2 separate regions of the Gossypium raimondii genome follow, and region 2 is linked to region 1. Evidence: chromatin contacts called from public Hi-C data. All regions are on one chromosome and are shown on one strand. Each heading gives the region's core, a stretch centred on a gene start, on an enhancer-like site or on the middle of the called end of the contact. The rest is flanking DNA. Distances are from core to core; before and after follow the strand shown.

Region 1 (4,877 bases), core at 1,451-3,950:
CAGCTGTTCTTATTTATCTAACTCTTATTAACTCTATTCTAGCAATTATAAGGTACAATACAATGCTCACCTTTGTCTACTATTTCTCTTCGTCAGACGGAGTGCATGGCTGTCCAGGGACAGAATCAACAAAAAATTCCTCTACTGAAACAAGTTAAATTTATCAGTGCATGTGTTCAAACACAAACAGATTAATATACATATTTCAATGGCGTAAATGTTGACAAGCTGAGAGTTTCAAAATGACAAATCGATGCCATTTTCACACTTGCTATTAGAATTTTACCAGTCATATGCAGAGATTTTTTAAGTAGACATGGATATATGGTAATACGTGCATTAAATTCTAAAATCATATTAGATTTTATAGCAGTTTAAAGGATCCCGTTTCTGTTTATAGATAGAAATGATATTTTCTTTTTGTTGTTTTCCCAAATTTCTAATCTATAGCAGCATCCTTCCTCTTAAAAGAGTTCATCAAAACAGGTATCAAGGTAAATATGTAATTGGAGACCCCATTACCTATATCCTCGTGCTCCGAAGAACCGAGCATAATTTCTGAATCAGAGGGAAGAAAAGGAGAACCAGGGTGGTTCCCAAGTGCTCCTAAATCTGTAACAATTCAGAGGGACATAATTTATGAGAATGAGCTCCATAAGGAAAGCAACAAAGAAAAGGAGGATAAAACAACAAGCATGCTATGCTCCTGCTATGGGTCTCATTACCAAAACTTACCTCCCAAGTTTGAGAAATCGGCTGTAAGATCAGAGAGACTGAAATTCCACTGAATCTGATCAAGTGGTCTAAGGGAATCTCTAGAATCGTCGGCTCCATTACCAGGTCCCAGTTGCAATCCTATTGAACTTGCCACATCTGCTGTGAAGGCCGAATCAAGTGTTGCTGTGTCTACTCCCATTTCCGACATGTCTGTTGCAGTGAAAGGGAAATTCCCACTGGACGCCACCGATGTAGGGCTCACTGGCATCTCCGACATAGATGACATCATGGCAGTGGTTGGAGGAACTGCAGGTGTCGCATCAGTAGCGTTGTTGTCCATCATGCTAGCATAATTAGGCAATAATTACATTGCAAGTAAAAAAAAGGACAAAGAAAGCAGCAATAATAACATTGCTAGTAAAAAAAAGGTTGTCAATTAGGCAAGCCATGTTGAAAGAAATAGCATATGAAACTAAGGAAGAAACAGGCTAAACAAATATTTGTAAGTTAAAAAGGCAATTAATGATAGATTGAAGTGAAGATGGTTAAATTCTCACTCATTCCCAGAATTCATCTGCATTGGTTGAAAATGACTGGGTGCTGGGACTCCATTGACCACATGACAGCTTGATATCCCCATCGAGTCTAGATGAGGTTGCCCTGCAGCTGGAATCGGAGGTTGTTGCAGCACAGGATATCCCATTGGTAAGTTGTTAACTGCGCTATAACAAGTGGCTTTGAATAACCATGATAGTGACCATAAACATTCCATTATGTTGTAAATTTACAAAGAGCAATGAGATCAACCAATTTTGTAATAATTAGTATTAAGCAACAAAAACAGAACAATCCCAGATATTTATCATGCTCAAGAAACAATTCAATGGAAAAGTTTAAGTCCTAAATTTTCTTAACAAGTTGAGGCCATGCATCCCATTTTGGTACACTTCACAATGTAAGGAGATAATAGGGACTTGCTTCCATTATTGATTTAGTTAGAACTTACCAGGCATGGGATGAATCCCATTTTGGATTGGGACCAGAGGAACCTTTGGAGGCATAGGATATTTCATTAGATAATACTGACGCTCAAGCAAATGGTTAAACAAAAGGATTTGCTTCTTCAATTTCAGCCTTATATAATAAGCCCTGAAAAAATCAGCATTTTCCTCCTCCAGCTTTTGCCATACTGAAATAACCAAGAACAGTAAAGAAAACAACAGAGTAAGTTCAAAATATACATACATGTACAACATATATATATATTCAATGGATACCTAATGTTGTGAATCCAGGGTCTATCCTCGCTCGATTCAAGAGGGTTTTGACGACCTCGTCCTTGTTCATGTATAGTTGTAAACATCGTTCAATTAAATTCTGGACCTGCAACCACCAGTTTACATAAATTGTGTATCGTTTAACAAAAACCAGCATAAAAAAAATCATGATGAAAAAATGGGATTTCTTACAAGTTCGATATCCTGTCGTGAAACTTTTTGGCCATCATTGCTTGAAGCAGAATCAGCCGATGTTTGATTATTCTGCTGTTCTGTTTTGGATTCATTTGAAGCTTGAATCGAAGGTTTTATATCTTGTGTGTTCTGTAAATGGCATATAATTCCATCTTCAAGTTAGTTTCAAGGAACATGCTATAAGCAGACAGTTTTGATTTATGTTAAAACCTAGATTTAGTGACAGACACTGATCAATTATTTATAATTAAATTACTTACTAAAAAAATACCTGTAAGTTCTTCATTCCAACTGAAACCGAACTACATCCATCTCTGTGTTCAACAAAAAAAAGATGTTGCTTTAACTGAAAATTAAAGGATTATTGATGGAAATTCTCAATTGAAGCTGAAATGCAAGTACTTGGCAGCTAAGAGATGCTTTGAGGGACAAAAAAGAAAAAAGGTTTTGAAAGATTTTTTTTTTCTACAGCGAAATAAAGATGGAAGGGGGAAGAAAACAAGACAAAATGTGACAGCTTTTGTTTCATTACATACACACCAACCAATGAGAGTGCTTTTTACACATATGGGTGTTGAGGACGACAGGTCATATTCGGTTAACGGAAAACAAGAATTAGACGTATAAAGAAGTTAGAGGCCGAGAGCGGGCAGCGCCTCCGCTTATTTCCTCGGGATGGAGAAAAAGGTACGACTTTCAAAGTTGCTGCTAAGGATGTGGTATTGACAATTGGCGGGTCGTGCTGTGGTTTCGCTATCAAGTGGGTTTGGTCCTATTTGCAACTCCAGCCTCTTGGGTCCTCCCCCATAGCAATCAATGGCAGAACATTATTAAATTTTCCAACTGCAAAAATGATTCTTATGTATGATATGAACAAAAAAGAAAAAAAAATAGCGATGGTATGAAATGCAAATACAGAGGAGTCATGACGCGTTTACATCAAGAATTGGATAATTATGTGTTGGAAAAGTGAACCTTATCTTGAAGATTACATTAGAGAATGGGTTAATTCCAGGGTCTTCTTATGCACGACGCTGAGAAATTTCCAGCATCAAATGTCTGGTCACTATTTAAGCCGGGTGTTGATAGCTTATAATTTGGTGCTACCAAGAAATTTACACTCTTGTTAATTATCGAATTAGTACCTTTTTTAACCCAAGAGAAATAGGTACTAATTAACATCAAATTTAAAATTTCAAAAAAAAAAAAAAACCCAACCTTATCCTTACCTAATAATATTAGGTCAAAATAAGAGCAACAGATGGATTTGCAGCAAAATGATAGGGTGATAGTAAATACAAAAATCAAGGGGTGTGGTGCTCAAAGTATAGTGTTGGGTGTTTAGTAATGGAGCGAGGTAAGGCGATTGTCTCATCCACTTTTGAATTAATGTTGATAATATTTACACCCTTTCCTTAATGTTTATAAAATATTCCAAAACAAAATACATTAAGATAATATATTTTTATTGTATTATTTGGTTCTGGAATCAATTATTTTGTTTAACATATTATTTAAGAATAATTATAATTTGTCATTTAATATAAGTATAGATAATAATTGTTTTATACTAAATTAGTTGTACTTTTATAAAATTATATAATATTACCATATTACAAAAATAAATGTTTTTTATAGGAAAAGTATAACACACTGTCATTAACGAGTCTCAATTGTTAATTTAATATTATATTCAACCAAAACTATTGTTGGCAAAGTTGATAAAAAAAGTATCATCTACAACAATAGGAGAGAAATATAAAATATCTATTTAACAATCATAATGGAAACTTTGATTTATATCTTATGAGAAAAACTCTTGAAATAAAATCCCACATTCTTTCTTATAGTGAAAAAAAAGGTTTTAATCAAACAAATCAATAATAGAGTGAAGGGGATGAGCTCCAACTTCAAGTCTTCCAATAAACTAAATTTAAGTTTAGCAAAATCACGGTTGATTAAAAACCCTTTGACTGAAGTTACGCATAGGTCGCAACTTTCAGGTCTGAGACATTGAAAAAAACTTCCAAGCCATCAGGATTTCTAAACCTACCATGCCAATGATCCTGGTTTTGATAGAGAGAATCACCAATATATTTCATGAAAACATTGTAAAAACAGTGCATGTATGAGATGGAAATACAAATGATTGAATAAATAAATAAAATTATTTAACAGATGTAGATGTTAAAAACAAATCATCCGCAAGTTTAATAAATTTAATCATAAGAGAATTTTAAAATGAAATACTTTTACAAATTTTAATCCGTTACATCTCATATAATCAACTCCAGATTGATTGAAATGTTTGATAACATGGAAAATAATGGGATGCTTAGAAGGACAGGTTGGCAAGGATGGCACTTCACAAAAACGATGGTGGTGGATCAAGTGAGCCTTTTTTTTTTTTAAATGGAGATCAAGGTGAAGTTGATGAGAAAAATTCTTTACACCACAAACACATTTAAATAGAGAACACAATATCCCATGAATTTACTATAATTTCTATTTTTACAAAAAAAAAAAAAAAATCAAAACGCATGATTCTTACAAGTATTGATTTTCTTGCAATCTCAAAAATCAAATAAATTGGTATTACTCTTATGTAGCATGGAAATGATTTCAATACATTAAATTTTAGGAAACGAAATATATTTTTATATTGTAATAAAAATACTTTCATATATA
Region 2 (5,503 bases), core at 162-2,661, 150 kb after region 1:
TGTTTATGGTAGTGGCAACGATTAGCGACCTTAAAAATGCCATAGTTTTTTTTTTTTTTGGCATCTCCATTTCTTCTCTTCTTCTTCTTCTTCTTCTTCTTATTGTTAACTAGCCACGGTCAATGGCTCAGATCATAGAGGATTCATACCAGATGCTTTGGACATAGAATCTACCATGGTTTAAGGATAAAATGATGTGATTGTTGCTGTTGCAATCGAGTTCGAACTGATGGTCGTCGCAGTTGGGAGGTTGGGTTGGTAATCATAAAGGGCAACTCATTGTAACATTTCCACAAATAGTTGGGTTGCAATATTTGTTTCTGGTTTTGGCGACACAAGATTGCAGTTGTGGTTTGGTAACACAACAATGGCTAGTCAAATCTTGCCATGCCAAAACCCAAACTAGATTCTAGTAATTCAAAACCCTAACCAGATTTTGGTAATTTGAAATCCAAACCACGAGGGCATAGATTGGGAATTGTGGTTTGAAAAAGTCTAGTTTCAGAATGGCAGAATTTGGAGACAAAATGTTAGTGGCCACGTCAGCTAATTGGGTTAATTAGGTTTCCATCGTGGCTAGTTAACTGGCCACATCAACTAGTTAACGAGCCACATCACCTATCCCGTTTGGTCTGTAATGAAAAATGTCAATGGGTGATTGATTTTTAACTTTACAATAACGTTAGTGGTTGATTTGTTATTTTTTAAAAGTTGAGTGACTGTTTTGTCATTGAGATCAAAGTTGAGTAATTGTTGGTATAACTTACCCTATATAAAATTATACATAATCAATACATCACATATATATACTAGTTTCTTTAACAAGTGATGCACGAATTAATTATATTTATTAATTAAAATATATTAAATTATTTTATAATTTTTGCATAAATTTTCTATAAAATATAGTAAAGAAATTTCTATATAATATCTCACAGATAAAATATTTTAAAATTAATTGAAATATTTTAAAGTAAAGTTATTTTATTGATATTATATATTTAAAGTGAATTAATATTATAATAGTAAAATAGTAAAATATTTAAAGTTTAATTAATTACTTTAAATTTTTTTATGGTTGTGAAATATTTTTTATAATACGAATTATATTTCTCAAAATGGATTTCACGTTAATTTAATTTAAAAGATTTTGATATGTCAATCGATGAAACTATCCAAGTACAAAAATAGAAAATAGCTGTCACGTTAAAAGATCTTAAATGTTGTGTATGATGCTAGATTAAGGAACATTCACGTGAATTAATTATATAATAAATTTACTAAAATTGATATAAAATTTTTTATGTTATTTATTTCCATTTTACTGTTTACATTTGAGTTCATTTGAATTTTATGATTTTAAAAATTTATTTAAATATAAATAAGAAAAGTATCTCAAAATATTTGCTATTTTACAAAAATGGAGAGGTAACAGGGTATAGACAAGTGAAAGAACAGAGAAAAACCTTGATTTAATTACGGAAAGTAAGAGGCTGAGCCTGGTCCCAACCAAACGCCTGAAACCTAAACCAAAAGCAAAAGGCTAAAGAGTAAGGCCCCCTTCCCTTTGTTGACATCCTCACCAAATCTCTTGCTTTTCTTCTCTCTTGCTACTCTCCTCTAATTTTTCACCTTCTGATTTGTTTACAAAGGCAAACAACACAACTCGTTTTTATCCTTATATATCAGTTTGGGAAAAAAGGTAGAAGAAATGAACGGTGATGATGCTCAGAGTATGATGGAATCCCAGTACATACAGAGACATCACAGGCACAACATCAGAGACGACCAGTGCACCTCTGCTCTTGTTAAACACATCAAAGCTCCTGTTCATCTCGTAAGTTCCTCAGTTTGAGACTCCTCTATAATTTCCCCCTTTTCCCCCATTTGTTCGTTTTTCTCGCCGCCGTTTAGGCCGTTGACACGTTTTTCTTTCTACTCTCCTATGGATCTGCTGAAACCCAAATCTATTCTCTTTGTTTTGTTACCCAAAAGTCAAATAAAAAATCTGTGTTCTTGGTCGAAAATTAACCGCCCCCCCCCCCAAAAAAGAAAAGTAAACCTACGAGTATGTATTGTCTCTGCTTTTTTCTATTTTTTCACTGACAAAAAAAGAAAAAAAAAAAAGAACCCAGACTATTTTAGCCAAGATTATGAATTTCTGTTAACTCGATGGTTCGTAAATGTCTGATTTTAACGATGGGTTTGTTGTTCTGTTTCTGTTTTCTTTAACTATGGATAGGTATGGTCATTGGTAAGGAGATTTGACCAGCCGCAAAAGTACAAGCCCTTCGTCAGCAGGTGTATAATGAAAGGGGACCTCGGGATCGGCAGTGTTAGAGAGGTCAACGTCAAGTCCGGACTTCCGGCAACCACCAGCACCGAACGGTTGGAACTTCTCGATGACGAAGAACACATTTTAGGCATCAAAATCGTCGGCGGCGACCACCGTCTCAGGGTACAAAATACTAACGTTTCTTTCTCCCTTAACACTTGTTTTCTGTGTCACGGTACTCATTTTGTTGACTGCAGAATTATTCTTCGATCATGACGGTGCATCCCGAGGTTATTGAAGGAAGGCCAGGTACAATGGTGATCGAATCGTTCGTCGTGGATGTGCCGGAAGGGAACACCACGGACGAAACTTGTTACTTCGTGGAAGCTTTGATCCGATGTAACCTGAAATCGTTAGCCGATGTTTCAGAGAGGATGGCTGTGATGGACCAGACAGAGCCTATCAACCGATACTAACTGAAAAAGGTGGAATTGTGATGACCAAAAAGAAAAAGACTAATCTTTAGGAGTTTGTGATATATGATCATCTTTCACTTTGTTATGGAACACTCTTTTAACACCCTTTTGGTTCTTAGTTTAAATGCTTGAGTAAGTAGTTTATCTATGAGATATCCGAATTCATTACAAGCCTCCAAAACTACGGTCTTATTTGTAAATATTTAAGATTAAGAAGAGATGGGAGAATTTTAATTCCATTTCCCATATTTGTAGCAGCAGCCAGGCCCAGCAGGATGAATTTGGAGAAACCATTTGAAGTACAGATATGTTTTATGATGGTGTCTATTTTTAGTAGTCTCTTGTTGGGATCATTTTTGGTATTGCTGCTAGTTTTCATTTTTGGAAACTTAAAAAGTAGATATTTGTTGAGTAGAGTTCTCAGCCTATTGATTTGAGTGCAGAAAAGTGTGGGTACACCATGGAAATGCACCAAGATTAGCTTTTTCTGAGTCATAATGTTGCACAGCACGTTAACTGATCAAAAACATCTTGTGATGATCTTTGTTTAAAGTAAAAGACCTACCTTGGTGGAAACTGGAAAGACTTTTGCATTTTCTGCAACAAATCAACTTCAAACACGTGAGAATGGAAGTTGGAAGAGTGAGAGCACGTCATAGAAAGTTGGTAGAACATAATAATTATCATTTCATATCCTGGAAACTTGTAAGGATGTAACGCTTGTAGTTTTGAAGCTGTAACGATGTCATTGGTTGGTTCCATTAAAATGTTTTCTTGTGCTTTCTATAAATGAAGATAAGTGGCTAACGAACTTCACGTTTCGTCTTAATCCGGGTTGTACCCTTTTCCATACCCGTGTATTTAATGATGTAATTGTTTCCAAGAGGATTTGTAATGGAGGAAGAAGATCAAAGGGACGGATCTTTTTACTCACTTAAGTATCGGAATGTAAACACTAACATAAGGCCTCTAAGACATTGTTGCCACAAGCATTCCACTTGGGAAATCTCTAGGTTCGGCTGTCCAGCATTTTCAAAATCAAATATATATGCTGCCATTGTTCTATATAGCATTTTAAATATTGCAAATTTAATCTCTTTCACTAAAATAGTATTGTTTTACAAAATAAATTATATTATTTTGAGAATGTTTTTTTTAATCTTTTTACGTCTTATATTAAAAACCTAATAAGATTTGAACATGAACATTATGTGTTTAAACATTTTTATTATTTTTATATCAAATTTTATAAATTATAATTTTCATTTACATCGTAGACGTATTATAATATATTTTTCATTATAAGTACAACAGTTTTTATAATGTTTTGGTCTGTTTATGAAATATTTTAAAAATAGACAATTCTACTAGTAAAGTCCTGAAATTTTGTAAGATTTCGCAATTTCTTCTTACAAATATGACTAAATATTTCAAACAAACTTTTTTCCCTTTCAATTAAAACATTAAAACAGATTAACTGATATAATAAAACTTCACAACAAATGGTACATAAAATAAAGTTTGCATTTAACACACAATTAATACATAAATGTCCACCATACAAGCTCAGACCTTGTTAAAAGTTTTTAAAAATAAATATAATAACTGATGGTGCATTAAATACAAACCAATTGTGGAATATCTTTACAAACATAATAAAACTCCCCAAGGCATTGTTTGTTGTTTCAAATTTAGATGTCAATACTCCATTTCTTTCGTGTGATTAAACATGATATTAATATATTTTATATTTATTTAAATTTGGTGTAGTTCAAAATATAAATTTTAAATATTATTCAAGCTCATCTATATTTATAAATGACTAATTTAATCTCATTTTAACTTGTTCATATTATTTTTAAATTATTTTAAAAACATTTATATTATTTTTAATTTAATATTTAATAAATTTATATATTTTGCATTTATTAAATTTATTTATATAGACAACTTAACTTTTTTAATATGTTTATATTATAGTAATATGTTACTATAGATTTAATTTTATGTATTATACATAATATAATATATTACAAAAATATGAAAATAGTTCGATTTAGGTCAAACTATAGTCTTCAATGCTTGGGCCCAAGCCTGGCCCTATCTAAATTGACCTACTATTTGGGTCAAGCCTATTTTTCAAGATCAATATTTTGTCCAAACTCTCGTAAATTTTGTGTTAATTGATTTTAAATATGGGATACTTAAACATTTAAACACCTAATTAAAAAAAAACTAAAATCTAATTAATAACACATGTTAAACTTCGGCAAAAGTAGATTATCAATTTTATCAATGGATTTTGATTTTTAAACTACACTAATAAAGAACTAGATTCCTTAAATTAGATACAGAAGGACTAAATTAAGAAAAAAAAAAAAAGACAAGTAAAGGAAGTGGGACATATTTAGAGCCACAAAAGTATGAAAGAAAACACAACCTTGCTGCGATTAGCAATATCTAAGAAAAAGCACAAATGTGACTTGAACCGCACAACAAACAAACAATCGTCAACATGACCAAAAAAGATGTTATTATGGTAGTTAGTATAGAAGTAATACTAAAAAAAATATTATCATGGTTAATCTAATATTTTATATTTGCAGCAAATTTGGTGTCTTCCACAAGCTTGCATTTCTTCAATGAGCCTTCAAAATATAAAAACTTGAAATACAGTAAAACAACATCATGTATATAAGGTGATGGACGTGTAAAATCATGACAACTTTTCTTTACTCTCTTCCAAGACTTC

Evidence for each region. Hi-C and Micro-C count contacts between places; a contact is called where the count stands out from the background.
Region 2: a contact with region 1 is called in a Hi-C map of leaf, with 4 times the contacts expected there. The contact joins the promoter of LOC105791540 here to the promoter of LOC105791539 in region 1. A contact is called at or near these places in 2 of 2 Hi-C or Micro-C datasets (both in leaf).

Annotation. Positions count from the first base shown.
Region 1 is chr8:43,384,368-43,389,244 of ASM2569854v1, forward strand. It overlaps LOC105791539, which reads right to left and starts at 2,701. Exons shown (of 9, transcript XM_052634538.1): 1 at 2,461-2,701; 2 at 2,187-2,318; 3 at 1,995-2,100; 4 at 1,724-1,906; 5 at 1,275-1,434; 6 at 736-1,061; 7 at 523-612; 8 at 71-141. The coding sequence starts at 2,475. The coding sequence ends at 80.
Region 2 is chr8:43,538,357-43,543,859 of ASM2569854v1, forward strand. LOC105791540 (abscisic acid receptor PYL9) reads left to right here and starts at 1,412. Exons shown (of 4, transcript XM_052620316.1): 1 at 1,412-1,550; 2 at 1,653-1,837; 3 at 2,243-2,458; 4 at 2,533-3,580. The coding sequence starts at 1,712. The coding sequence ends at 2,751.